Linked DNA regions of Ovis aries: region 1 is linked to region 2. Evidence: chromatin contacts called from public Hi-C data. All regions are on one chromosome and are shown on one strand. Each heading gives the region's core, a stretch centred on a gene start, on an enhancer-like site or on the middle of the called end of the contact. The rest is flanking DNA. Distances are from core to core; before and after follow the strand shown.

Region 1 (7,233 bases), core at 338-2,837, 130 kb after region 2:
CAGTTTTCAAACTGTGGGGCTGGACAAGACTCTTGAGAGTCCCTTGGACTGCAAAGAGATCCAACCAGTCCATCCTAAAGGGGGACAGTCTTAGGTGTTCACTGGAAGGACTGTTGCTGAAGCTGAAGCTCCAATACTTCGGCCAATACTTCACATCAGAGCTGATTCATTGGAAATAACACTGATGTTGGGGAAGATTGGGGGCAGGAGAAGTGGGTGACCGGGGATGAGATGGTTGGACGGCATCACCGACTTGATGGACGTGAGTTTGAGTGAACTCCAGGAGGGCAGCACACCACTCGGCACTCAGAGCAGGCTCCACCGCCGAGAGAGGTTCAGGCCTTGAACATTTCTCATTTCTCCTTACTGTTATTATTGCGTGACAGCTGGGAATCCAGGGAAGGGTGGACTGCTCCTCAGGGAGCCTGGCTGGCCTGGCCTTCTGATAGGGGTGGGGACAGTGGGCCTGACTCCACGGCCACTGTCTCTGCAGTCAGGGCCTTCTGCTGCACACGCTGGGGATGGGCAGGCAGAGGGGCCAAAGGATGCTGAGCATCCACCACAGTGTCCACATGGCCAGTTGACAAGTCCTACCGGGGCTCCGGCAGAAAGCCCAGGGTGGACCCTTTTACTGGGCAGAGCTGCCTCCTGGTTCGGCCTCTGTCCCCTGTGCTGCGGGAGTGGGCCTCCCGGGTCAGCAGCAGACACATGGGCAGAGACCGTTTACTCCGTTTCACGGAGACGGTCACCAGAGGCCTGGATGAGAGGCTGGGTTGGGGGGCTGAGACTCCGTGCAGACCTGTCCTGCTTGTCACCCCCGTGTCCAGACACACCCTCACCTTGGGCCCCCGGTCCAGGCCTGCAGGGCTGAGGAGGGCTGCCGGCAGGCAGGCGCACCTCGTGTAGACCAGGGCCTTCCCAAAGTTCTCCTCGGCCACGCCGTGAGGCAGGGAGGCCAGCCCTCACGACTTGGTTTAAGAAGCAGAACATGCGGAGGTTCAGAGAAGCGAAATGATTTGCCCAAGATCCCCCTCCGGGGACCAGCGGCACAGCTGGACTGGCACCCTGCCGGTTTGCTCCCCCCTGAGACCTGGGTTCGATCCCTGGGTTGGGAAGATCCCCTGGAGAAGGGAAAGGCTACCCACTCCAGTATTCTGGCCTGGAGAATTCCATGGGCTGTATGGTCCATGGGGTCGCAAAGAGTCGGACGTGAGCGAGCGGCTTCACTCTTTCACTCTCATCTCATGGTACGGACCCCTCCCCACACACACCCCGCCCTGCCAGGATGCCTCTTCTGGGTTCCATGTTGGAAAAGGAAAGGAAGACAGACCCACTGCCAATGCACCCGGAAGCTTTGTGGGTCACGTGACGGTACCTGAAAAGCACTGGACCCCTCAGAGGCCATGGGCCAAACCAAACCCCAGTTATGTAAGAGGCTCTGGGTGGGGGTGGGGGGGACCCTCGGAGCGGCGGGCGGGCCACACGCCCGGGAGCACAGAGTTGCTGGCACTCTCCGGTGGTTGCAAAATACAGTGTCGGATTTCATGGAAAGTTCTAAAGGTCACCGCAGCACTTGACTCTGAGTGAGACTGTGTGTCACCTCTCCGGGGCTTCCTTTCCTCGTCCCCAGAGCTGTTTGTGAGGCCGAGGCTCCCAGGCGACCGTCCCCGCCCTGACCCGGGCGCCCACATGTCGCCCAGCACGCCTACCGTCACATATACCTCTCGGCTCCTCCCGGAACTCGGAGCGACAAGAGGGTGATTTTTCTGGCAAAGACAAACCACCTCAACTTGGAACAGTTCAAGTCACACCAGTGGCATCTAAGCCCAGTGACATCGGGGGTAGCTTGATTTAAACAAACACCGAAAAGGACAGAAAAAAGCAAACACCAATGGCAGTCATGATTTTCAGCATGCCAAAGTACAGCACCCCAACAGTAGGGAGTCCCTGGGTGTTCTTAAAATCTAATGCCCCACGGAAGGACCCAGTGTGTGCTTCACTGAAATCCCTTCTCATGGGCCCTATAGTTCCCCGGGGGTCTCTCACCAGGCCAAAGGCTCTGTGGCACCAAAGACAAGAGCTGATGCGATTTGCTCTGACTCCAGGTTTCAAATTGGTCCCAGGGTGAACCCCGGACTCAAGGTCACAGAGCAAGGCTTGCAAACACCAGATTCCATAGGGTCTAGAGGTTGAGTGTCTGGCTTTTGTGTTTACTTCTTCCTCTAAGTTATGTCTTAGGGAGGTCAGAGGGCTACCGGAATGTGTAAAACCCTTGTGCAAGGGTGAAGACCCGTGAACGCACAGGCTCGGCAGAAAGCCAGACGGTGGTCCACCCGGCCCCTCATCTCCCAGGCAACTAGGCACCCTCTCCATTTTCTGGAATCCAGGGCTTTCAGGAGAAATTTGAAAAGTGTCGCCGTGGTAAAGAATCTGTCTTCAGCCAATGCAGGAGACAAGACCCAAGAGAGGCAGGTGCGATCTCTGGGTCGGGAAGATCCCCTGCAGGAAGGCACGGCTACCCACTCCAGTGCCCTTGCCTGGGGAATCCCAAGGACAGAGGAGCCTGGCGGGCTACAGTCCAGGCGGCCACAAAGAGTGGGACATGACTGAAGCAACTTGAGCATGTAGGAAAACCCCTCCTGCTTCGGCACTTCCTTCAGCTGGAAACCACTAGCTTAGAATATGAGGCCTGGGGGGAGGTTTGCCTTGAGCTGTCCCTTCTGAATCGTGACATATATTCCCCAACGAGACAATACACAGAAAGGTTCATAAGACTTGAGTCAGACACCGCAGCAACGCAATTACCGGGGTCAGTTCTGAGTCGCTGTTTCTTCTCCCTCATTTCTCCCATAAGAAAAATAAATCACAATACAGCCTGAGCCCATGTCACAGGGTTTTAAAGTAGGAAAAATACCCTGTCAGCCCTCAAGCATTTTAAACACCAAACGGCATCGTCAGGGCCTTAACCCAACCCAGAGGGCTGTCATGTGCCTCACAGGGTATCACCTGGAGAGCCCGTCTCCGAGGCCACCTCTGCTTGGCGGCAGCTGGGGCAGGGGCCCTGCATGGGGGACAGTGTGGGGCACTTGAACTTGAACTGACGGTACCACATGTCTGCAGTTCCTCTTCCAGCTGAACTGAGTCAGAGGTACTCGGACAGAACCCCCGCTCACGAGCCAAAGGCACTGCATTTCTCGAATGGGGAGCCAAGGGACTTTCCTCCTGATCATTTACTCATTTCAAACAACACGCACAAAGAATCCCGGTTTCTTAGCAGCGAGTTTCGATCGGGGAGAGCCTGGGTGCTGTTCAAGGCAAAACTCCACCGCAAAGCATGCAGCAGGTACATGGAAGGAAGGGCTGGGGGCAGGGTGGCCGGAAGTTCAGCCCTTCCTTGGTCCCCCTGCAGTTAAGACTCCGCTTGCAATGCAGGGGTGCAGGTTCAATCCCTAGTCAGGGAACTGAGATCCCACGTGCCGCGCAGCACGGCCAAAATTTACCCAAAAAACGTCCTTCAGTCCGTAAGTCTACACACAGTCTTCACACCTCAGGGGCAGCGGGATGCATCCATCCCAGGGAATCTGGTCAGGACCCCAAGTCATCAATAAAGAGTGAGATGCTATTTAGCATCTTTCAAATAAGAAAACTACAAAGTGTCTGAGCCACCAAACACTTGAAAATGCAGGTTTGGGTGCTCAAAGGCTTACGTTTCTGATGTCTAGGAAGTTCATTTCCATGGCTGGTTCATTTCGCTAGGTTGACCAAATATTTAAAAAATCCTATAATCTAGATCGTTTGTTGATTCAGATGGGCCTTACCCCCAGTGAATCGGATCTTGCCATAATCACTGACATTTCTCACCTCAAATCACATCATTCTCCTTGGGGGCAATACTGTCTCTAAGAGGGTGAAAACTGGCTTAGGGCGCTGGGGGACAGCCTCTTTTTACATACAAAGCACAGTCTCATGCAACACATTAGTAATATGTACTATATCTGTCTTATTAAAATTATAAGGGGGTGATTAAAAATGCCTAAAAAGATTCCTGACGGGGTGATAAAAAGTAAAGATTGATTAATTAAAAAAAAAAAAAAAAAGGAGAACAGAGGGGAATTGAGGAAGACGTGGGGAAGAGAGTATTCATCCGCCACTGTGATAAGACCACATGCAAGGTCCGCCACCAATAAACGGTACAATAGTTGAAGATGGACATAATTTAAAGAGGTCCTTTATGAGGTTTTGGAGGAGTGGGGCTGGGACCTTCCCATACCGATCATTTTGCATTCCTTGATTTTTTATTGTTTTGAAAACCATGCAACTGAACTACTTCACTGAAAAGTAAAATGTAAAGAAGAGAAAACAAAAGAAAAACAACAACAAAATCGAACAAACGGTGATTAGTGTCTTCAGCAGAAAAGAAAAAATCAGCAAAGCACCTTTTAAGGCAATTGTTTTATCAGAAAAAGATGAGGGACACTGTTGGAACCAGCACCTCTCCTGAGCCATCGGCTCTCATTTTAGCCCAACCTGTCCTTGGGGACAACCTAAGAGACCTTGCCATTCACCAGGGTTCTAGAGCCCAGCTTCCTGGCCTTTAGGGACCTGGGGCTGGCTGGGGGTCCTCTGGCGTCAGAGGGTGAGGAGGATGGCATGGGAAGAGAAGGAGGCCTTCTAGCCCTCACCACCAAACAGAAATGCTCGGAGGAAACCTGCCTCCCTGTGGTCAAGCAGGAAAGCTTACTGAGGGTCGGAAGACATGGATGCTCCAGAGAACTTGCTGTTTTTCCTCTCCCCTCACTCAAGACTTTAAGGGACTGTCAGACTCTCAGCCAGCCTTTCCTGACGAGGTGAGGGACCCTGTGACAATGCCCTCGTCCGCCGGCCTGGCCTGGCCTCTCATTCTCCCTGGAGAGGCTCATTCCTGGAATCAGCGACCCGTGGTCAGGGGCAGCCACCTCCTGGGGCCCTGCTCCCCATTCTTCACGCCAACAGGTCTGAGGCTCTCTAGGGGCCAGGCACCAAGGAGCAGCACACTAAGTAATTCTGGTCATCAAAAGCTTGCTGTCATTGAAATTAAAAATTTTTCAGAACTTCTTGGTGGTCCAGTGGCTACGACTCCACAATCCCAATGCAGGGGCCTAGGTTTCATCCCTGCTCAGGGAGCTAGATCCCCTGTGTCGCAACCAAGAGTCCCCAGGCCGCATCTAGAGACCCCGCGTGCGGGAAATAAGACCCAGTGCAGCCAAATCAATAAATAAGAGATCCCGCATACCCAACGTAGTCAAGTAAATAAATACTAAGACATTTTTATGCACATCAAAGGACACTATTAAGAGAGTGAAAAAACCCACAGAAAAGAAGAAAATATCTCCAAATCATATATCTGCTAAGTGTCTAGTATCCAGAATATATAAAGAACTCCTACAATTCAACAACAAAAAAGACAACCCAGATAAAAACGATAAGGCATTTTCCCAAAGAAGACATGCACATGAAAAGATAGTCTATGTCATTAAAGAACAGCAAATCGAAACCACAACGAGATGCCACTTCCAATCGACTAGGAAGGCAATAGTACTAACAGCAACCACAGACGGAAAGCGGCAAGTGTTGGAGGGGATGTGGAGAAGTGAAAACCTCATCCGTCGCTGACGAGACTAAAATGGGGTGGCAGTGGAAAACAGTCACATCATTCCTCACCACATTAAACAGGATAGTCAAATGACCCAGAAATCCCACTCCTAGGTATCCACGCAAAAGAACTGAAAACGTACGCATGAATATTCATAGCAGTACTAGTCACACCAGCCAAACGGAGGAAACCACCCAGGTGTCTACCAATGGAAGAATGGATAGGCAGAACGCAGTCCGTCCAGATGAAGGAATATTATTCAGTTTCATGAATATTATTCATGAAAAGGAATGAAGTACTGACACACACTCCACCATGGACAAATCTTCAAAACAATATGCTCAGCGAGAGAAGCCAGACACAGAAGGCCGTATTTTGTATGATTCCATTGAAACGAAAGTTCCAGATCAGGCAAATCCACAGAGACAAAAAGCAGATCAGTGTGGCCAGGAGCTGAGTGGAGGGTGAGTGTGGAGCAATGGTTATTGATACGAGGTTTCTGCTGGCGTGATGAAAAAGTTCTAGAACAAAAGAGTTCAACTACAGTAGATACTAGAAAAAAAATACCGGTAAATTCTATTGGGTTGGTAAAAAACCTCATTCAGGTTTTCCTGTAACAAAAAGACAACCCAGTTAAAAACGATAGACATTTTTCCAAAGAAGACATGTACGTGAAAAGGTGCCTCAGTGTCATCCCTTAAGGAATTTCTGGACAACCCAATACAACCTGAGTTTAGGGAAAGGTTTCCTACTGATGTCTAAGTGCTGTTGAAGGGCCATCTTCATGTCTCTTGAGAATCTTCTATTCATGTTTCTTGCTATATCAGCTCAAAGATACCACGTTTATGTATTTTTACAGCTATATAATACTATACCGTGTGGATGCACCTTTTTAATCTTATCTAACCACTCTCCTAAATTAAGCATATTGCCGGCATGTCTGCTGAGAAGGCCTAGAAGCTGTGATAGCTCAGTTGCAAAAAACATACTTCGGCCCTTATTTCTAATGCTGTTCACCATGCTGGGAGGGATTGGGGGCAGGAGAAAAAGGGGACGACAGAGGATGAGACGGCTGGGTGGCATCACCGACTCGATGGACGTGAGTTTGAGCGAACTCCGGGAGATGGTGATGGACAGGGAGGCCTGGCGTGCTGCGATTCATGGGGTTGCAAAGAGTCGGACACGACTGAGCGACTGAACTGAACTGAAATGAACTGATTCACCGCCTGAAAATAACAAGGGCTGTCTGGAGAAATGGCGGATTCCAGGACTGGGGCAGGGAGAGCTCAGGTGAGGCTGGATAGTTTTGTTGCATCAGAAAATAAGAAGTGTTTGCACAGACTCAACTTAGTGACTGAACAACAAGCGTGTGCTGGGGGGGACAGACCCAGGACACGGGGGCCAGCCCGAAGGGGCTCCCGCTGGCCAACGGGGCAATTGGAACATCAGAATATGACAAGGGCAACTGAAACCTGTTGACTAAAGCTCGAGCCCGTGATCACATCCGTGCCTACAAACATAAGGGAAATTTCTTCCTTCGTAGGAATTCCAACCAATCAACGCAGTTTTAACGATCATGTAAGAAAATACCCCACCCACCA
Region 2 (7,168 bases), core at 544-3,043:
TCCCAAAACTATGAGTTCACGTATGTGACAACTATTTACTGAAACGAGGTCTTGTTTATCATGGTATCTCTGAGACCTGGCAAATAGCAAGTTTTCAGCCCTGTCCTCACAGGGCTTACACAATGGCAAGGAAACGTGAACAAACACATTTCTCCTGAACAGCCCCGTCAACCAGGTGGGGTCATGACATAAGGTGGGAAGGCTGGTCTGGGGATTCTGGAAAGTTGCTCTTCCTGAGGGAGTGACATTTAGGCTGAGACCTGAAGAAAGCCAGTGGGTGGCTCAGAGGACAGGGAAGAACCACCCAGGGAGTGGGGACAGCCCACCTGAAGTCCAGAAGGCGCAGATAACAAAGCTGAGGAACGTGCAGGAGGCCTGGAGAAGAGTGGTGTGAGGTGAGGCAGGCAGAATGGAAGGGCAGAGAACACGGGGAGAAGACCGGAGTCCTGCCTAAGGGCAGAGGAAGCCGGAGAAGGCTTGTAAGCGTGGAAATGATGCCATTAGACACATGTTTTCAGAAAGTATCGCTAACTGCAGCCTGTCGAGTTGACTGAAGGGGGCCAGAGTGCATGCTGGGTGATCAGGCTGTTTAACAGTCAGCAGAGAGGTGACATGGCAGAGTGACATACGGGAGGGATTCAGGAGGTGACGGGGAGAGGACAGATCGCTTGGATGTGGGGGTGAGAGAGGCAGGGCTCAACATCATTCTTGTTAAAATACAAAGCCAAAAACCAGGGGGACACAGTGCCCATTTACTGAATCAGGCTGGAGGAGAAAACAGAAGAGGGGAGCGGGAGGATGGGTGAGAGAGGTGGTGGTGCCTCAGGTGGAGACATCCAATAGGCAACCGGATACTCAGAAGAGATGTGGCTGGAGATAACTGCGGAGCGTCATCGGTTATTAAAGCATCCTGTAATTAAATACACGGGATTAGAACACTGGGCAACAGGCAGGGGGTAATTACAGCCCTGGGAGTGAGTAGGACTGTCTAGGGGAGAGGACAGGAGGAGAAGACAAGGGGGGCTTTGGGCAGAGCCGGGTCCCATATCTAATGTCTGCGTGAGTCAGACCTCACTCCACCTGCTACTACAAAACAGAACAGAACCAAAAAAGGAAAAAGAGGAGAACCACTGAGAAGACAAGGATGAGGAGTGCACCCGGAGTGTTCCGTGGGAGAAGGGGGCGGAGGTTGTCTCTGGGGACGGCTACTAAGAGCTCAAAATGAGAAGAGGACTAAGTGTCCGCTGGAGTTTGCAGAACGGAGCCACAAAGGATCACCTTGGGGAGCTCGGGTGGAGAGGCGGAAAGGGGCTGAAGAAGGGATGGGAGGTGAGGGTGTGGAAAGTGGGTTTCTGGATAAGGGACTACTTCCTGTTGGGAATGCAGGCTGGCTTGGAGCCCGTGCAGTGAGCCTAACGACCATGTTTGAAACCTGGTGACCCCACCTTCTCAGATTTATCCCCTGAGGTATCTTACTTAACCTCTCAACCCTCTTAATGTCCCCCTCTATAAAACAGGGATGATAAAAATATTTAACTCATAGAGTTGCTCTGAGGATTAGATGAGATCAACGTAAAAGATTTACAACAGTGTCTTAATATACTTAGTACACACCAGTTACTATAAACCAGAAAAAGGACACAAAGGTTCTTCCACTTTTCATTTCACAGGTAAGATGGAAAGTCCCCGGGGTCCTAGTATGACAACTTCACAAGGGTTCTTCCGCCCCCACTGCAGAGCTGTAGGATGGAGCCACCCGGCCAGCGAGCACACGGTCTGACTCACCGGCCTGGACTCCTGCCAGCTATTGGCTGGGGCTGCCAGGCGCCCACCACAGAGCAGACAGAGCCAGTCCTGAGAGGGAAGGTCATGGCGATCCTTTCATCCCGGAGATGACTCAGCCCCACCTCGGCTCCTGGTGACTCCTCGGTTACTTGTGAAGCCCAGTGGCTGGTCCTGCTTTCAGATCCCCAAACCCTGCTGTGAACTCCCCTCTTGTTTAAAGGATTGGCGGGGGGTTTCAGATAACAGAACCTCTGCTCTTCTACCTCATCAAATCTAAGATACCATCAAATGTGAAGTTATAGCCTGACTTCAGAGACTTTAAAATGTACACCTAAAATCTATTAAATATGGCAAACTTTCAAATATGGGGCCAGCCAGGAAAGAAAATGTTTCACTGTGAATATTTCATACAGCTGTAACTATTTTTATAATCAAGACACAGTCACTCTCTTGCGGAAGGTAAGTTGCAGTCTCAGTAGGGAAGGGCAGAGTCTGGATGGCAGGTCATCAGAGCCTTCCAATACTACGAGGCGATTGGCCAGTGACCGAGCTGTGATCATCGGCCTGTCACCACCAGAGGTCAGCACCCTTCACACCAGTCAGTGAACCAAGTGGACACAGCCGAGCCTCCTGGGCGATCTGCTATCAAGGCTAAGTGATAAAGGGATATAAATGCACAGGAGGATGTTCTTTCTAAGAAAGAGCAGTGTTTCTCGTTATCCACAGGTGCCCGTCCCCTTAACTGTCCTACCCCATGAAACTTGAATACTGCAAACACACTGTATATCCATTCAGGGGCCCTTTGGAGAGCCAGAAACCACTATGGTACCTAAGATTTTTTTGTCCCCCAACAAGAACCAATCTCTGCTCACATCACAGCAACATCCTCATCACAGCAACATCCTCCCGTTGAGAATGAGCGAGTTTGACTGAATGTACATTTCTGGTTTCTGAAGAGTAGCTGCTGGTCGTTCTAGGTCGTATTTTCAGGCTAGAAGGAAAAGCACATGTTTGCCAAGTGCTGGGCTTCATTCTACAGAGAAAACCCACAGCAGCAACAATAACAACAAGACAAACAACACCTGGAGAGACTAGGATCATCCAAGACCACAGCTGCCTCATTACAGAATGGGGCCTCAGGTTACCAGACTCCTGACTGAAAAATAGTACTTTCCCTCTCGCTTTTACTTTTCCCATCCACTTCTTAACTAGTTTTCACCGTGCAGACTATGTTGATCAGTCTTGCTAGGAAAATGAGTTTGGAGGCAAGTCCTGAAAAGACTATCCTTTGAGGAATTCCTTGCAGGTGAAGAAGGAATAGCTCAGAGAGAGGACTGCGAAGGAAGCAGCAGAGAGTAAGGGAACAGGGGAGAGGTGAGTGGACAGAAGTGAGACGGTGGGACGAACCCACACGGTGAGCTACTCAAAGCCTGAAATAACTGGAGAGGCCGCGACAGCTGGAACGGTGAGAAGAGGGCGAGGAGATAACACAGATAGTTTCCAGGGGCTGTAACATTCTTGACATGGTGCCAGAATCATAGGTTTGTTAATCATGGATAATCTCAACCCTGAATATTCATTGGAAGGACTGCTGCTGAAGCTGAAGCTCCAATACTCTGGCCACCTGATTCGAAGAGCTGATTCATTGGAAAAGACCCCGAAGATGGGAAAGATTGAAGGCAGGAGGAGAAGGAGACGACAGAGGATGGGATGGTTGGATGGCATCACCGACTCAACGGACATGAGTTTGGGCAAGCTCTGGGAGATGGTGAAGGACAGGGAAGCCTGGTGTGTTGCAGTCCATGGGGTCGCAAAGAGTTGGACACAACTGAGCCACTGAACAACAGCATCATTTACTGGAGAAAGCATTCGAGGGCTGTGTTCAGGTGCTTACGGCGGTGCTTGGTCTTGTTGTTAAATAAGTTCTACACAGTTAACCTTGATAAAAACAAACAGGTATGACTGATGCAATAAAACATTTGAAAAGCGAACACATAATGTAACTGCTGAGCGCTAAGCGCCGCTCTCAGCACTTTGCAGATCCTGAATCATCCCATCCTCCCATTGCTCCCATAAAGGAACCATAAACCCTGGGTGTAGTCACCAGAATACAGCTGAGCACCCATGGTGCACCACTGTGTCATGAGCTGGGAAGGGGAGGCGGGATTGTGGAGAAAACAGAAGGGCTCTGGTTTTCCCTGGTGGCTCAGACAGCAAAGAATCCGCCTGCAATGCAGAAGACCTGGGTTCGATTTCCCTGGGCTGGGAATATCCCCTGGAGAAGGGAAAGGCTACCCTCTCCAATACTCCTGCCTGGAGAATCCCATGGACAGGAGAGCCTGGTGGGTTATAGTCCATGGGGTTGCAAAGAGTTGGGACACAACTGAGTGACTAAGCACGCACGCACAGAAGGGCTTTGGGAGGGACTCTGAGAGGGTGAGACCTTGGCTGAGCTGTGATGGTGGCGGCATGAGACAGGATGTACACAGTGGTAATGCTGGCAGCTGGAGGACATAGCGAGAGAAGGCCTCACCCTCCAAAGGATGTAAACCCTGAGTCACTGGGACTGCGAGGAGTCACAGAACAGGGGGCTGGCCAACTCTGCTTGTGGGCCCAACCTGGCCTCTTTCTGTAAACAAAGTTTGGCTGGAACGCCAGCCCTGCCAGTGGGACTGCGTTGCTGCTCTGCGGCGGTCCGGGCGGGCTGAGTTGTTGTGACCTAGACGGAGACCATCTAGTTTTTGACAGAAGGAGATTGCTGAAGCTGGTTCTACAGCCTGATGACTCCATGTGTGAGGCAGCAACAGCCGCACTTGGGAGCTTGGCAGAAATGCAGACTCCCAGGCCCACCCCCTACTCCCTGAAGCAGAGAACTCGAATCTGCCTTCTGATAAGCTCTCTCATGCACAGAAAGCAAGCTCTCTAGTCTCTCGTGTGCATGGCTGGGAAGAGGCGGGGAGGCTGCAGATGAAAAGTCTGCGTGTATTCTATATATAGACACAGAAAAGTGGTAAAGATTTTTCCTGTAAAGGAATGGCGCTGTCAATTCATGCTCTGGAAAGGTCCCTCTGTCAGGGCATGAGAGTAAGAAATGGGTGGGCAGCTGGGGTCAGAACCCAGGCAAAGGAGGACCTGAACAACAACACAGGGGAGACTGAGGTCCAATTTGTTCTTTTTTCCCAGAGGCAAAGAGTATTTTAAGAGATGACTCCAGCTTCACTAATGCTGCCAATTTTGTTTCTAACAGAGTATCTGTTATAATCTATTAGGAAAGAGAAAAACACCTGGTAACAAAAACACTAGTAATCAAGTGTCTCGGTGTATCCCAAATGTATCTCCATCTAAGGAAAGCCTCCAGATCACAATGCACGAAGGAGGACATTAGGTGAATAAGAAGGGAGCTGGAAGATGAAATGAGGATCTACTCAATAGCCATGTATTATGTAGGCTGCTAACAAGTCAGCTCACAGGATACTTAAAGGTGTAATGTCTGTTAGGACTCACTGTTCCCCCATATAAACGTAAGATTCTGCTTGATATTCACTTTTTCTGTATTTTGGATGAATAAGCAATCTGAAGTTCAAAAGAAACAGAGCAGCATTTGAGACTAGCACGCCAACACTATCCCTTCCAGCTTGGCTGACAGCTTCCAAGAAACTGCTATTTAACATTTTGCCTTCTTAAGAATCCAGAAAAGTTTGACAGGGTTATTTGTGGGGTTCAGCATGCTTTAAAGTAATGACAGCAATATAGATAAAAGCAGACGGGTGAAAATGGGAAATTCCTTTCCTTAGACGCTTAGGTTTAACATTTTACTTTCACTCCATTGGCAGAAACAATGCTGAAGAGAAAAGGCTTATATATCTGCTTTGAAAAATGTAACATAATTAATAAATCTCAAGTAAGGGAAAAAAACCTAACCTGTGTTGAGAAGAATCTCTCTAAGAAAGATTCATTGATAAAAACTTACAAAGTCCATGAGTTCAGTACAATAGTAAATGGTGCTGAAAATTAACAGCTACATTTACACAGTGCTTACTGTGGATTTACAGTGTACTAAATAGCATTATATGGACTATCTCATTTAATCATCAAAACACTCTGATATTAGCTCCTTATGAATGGGAAAACTAAGGTACAGGGAAGTTAAGTAGCTTGCCCAAGGTCACACAGCTTAGTAAGTTAAGATATGGATCTGAAGCTGGGCTTGTGCTCTTAACAATAACTATGTGGGGGTGTGTGTGTGCTCAGGTGATCAGTCTCTTTGAGAACCCTATGGACTGCAGCACACCAGGCTCCTCTGTCTGTGGGATTATCTCAGCAAGAATACTGGAGTGGGTTGCCATTTCCTCCTCCAGAGGATCATCCCAACTCAGAGATTGAACCCAGATATCCTGTATTGGCAGGCAGGTTCTTTACCAGTGAACCACCTGGGAAGCCCCTAACTATAAGCACCTCTCTAATAGCATCTAGTCTCCTTTCCTTCTGCCCCATGTAAATTACAAAATGATGAAAACGTAATGGATTCCCAGTTACTAAAGTCAGGGACAAAGAAAACTCTTATGATTTCGACATTCAAAATCTTAATGGAAGGGGGGGTGCCCTTTGGACAATGCCCAAAATTTGACCTGCAATGCAATAAAACAGGAATACTGAGGTGGATTTGACTTAAGACACTGGACTATTTTTCAGTAAGACAGAATGAAAATTAAGTCCCAGTAAAATTCTGAAATGTATCATGTAACTGCTTGTTAATAGTAAATATGGCTGCAGACTTTTGATGATAATTACTATGAATACATTACCTTCTGGCTAACAGGGCTGTGAAATGCCGGAACTCTAAAAGGTAAAAAAAAAGGAAGGCCTAAAAAATTAGGCCCTGGCCTAATACTGTCGACTGAACGTTCTCATATTGGCTGAGCATGCTTATTTAAGTAATTGCCTGACTGTAAATGAACGGAAGTGTTAAAGTTGGCACAAGGCACAGCATCCACATGGCACATGCTTTGTTCCCAAAGCTTTATTCCATCAATACTCTTGGAAAAAAAGAGAAGTCACTAAATGAATAATGGAAGAACATAAGGCAGGGTGGAGGTCTTTTACATTCCTCAAACTGTCCAACATCCTATACAAAGTTCTTTTTCAACTCTGAGCTCATCATATTCCATTTTAAAAACTAATTTTACCAAAGAACAAGAGCATCCTCTTCAAAATTTCAGTTTCAAAATAAGATTCAGGTAAGAACTAACCACATTTCATGTTAAATATTCATTATTGCCAAAGGAAAAAAAAATCCATCCCCTCACATTTTCACAGCTTCGAAATAAGATCCAAGTAAGAAGAAGAAAGGGGAAAAGGGGCCAGGAAGATGAAAAAGTGAGAG

What was found. Hi-C and Micro-C count contacts between places; a contact is called where the count stands out from the background.
Region 1: a Hi-C map of skin fibroblasts shows a contact between it and region 2, with 1.8 times the contacts expected there. The contact joins two enhancer-like sites. A contact is called at or near these places in 8 of 16 Hi-C or Micro-C datasets (liver, mixed tissues, muscle and 4 more).

The regions. Positions count from the first base shown.
Region 1 is chr4:115,892,169-115,899,401 of ARS-UI_Ramb_v3.0, forward strand. The region is part of intron 3 of PRKAG2 (protein kinase AMP-activated non-catalytic subunit gamma 2); the gene reads right to left. Among named protein-coding and RNA genes, the nearest start is that of PRKAG2, 120 kb to the right of the region's middle. Within about 2 kb of position 1,588, at least 11 of the 54 cell types and tissues checked have an H3K27ac peak or open chromatin away from gene starts, as enhancers often do.
Region 2 is chr4:115,764,893-115,772,060 of ARS-UI_Ramb_v3.0, forward strand. All of the region lies in intron 5 of PRKAG2 (protein kinase AMP-activated non-catalytic subunit gamma 2), which reads right to left. Among named protein-coding and RNA genes, the nearest start is that of RHEB, 90 kb to the left of the region's middle. Within about 2 kb of position 1,794, at least 17 of the 54 cell types and tissues checked have an H3K27ac peak or open chromatin away from gene starts, as enhancers often do.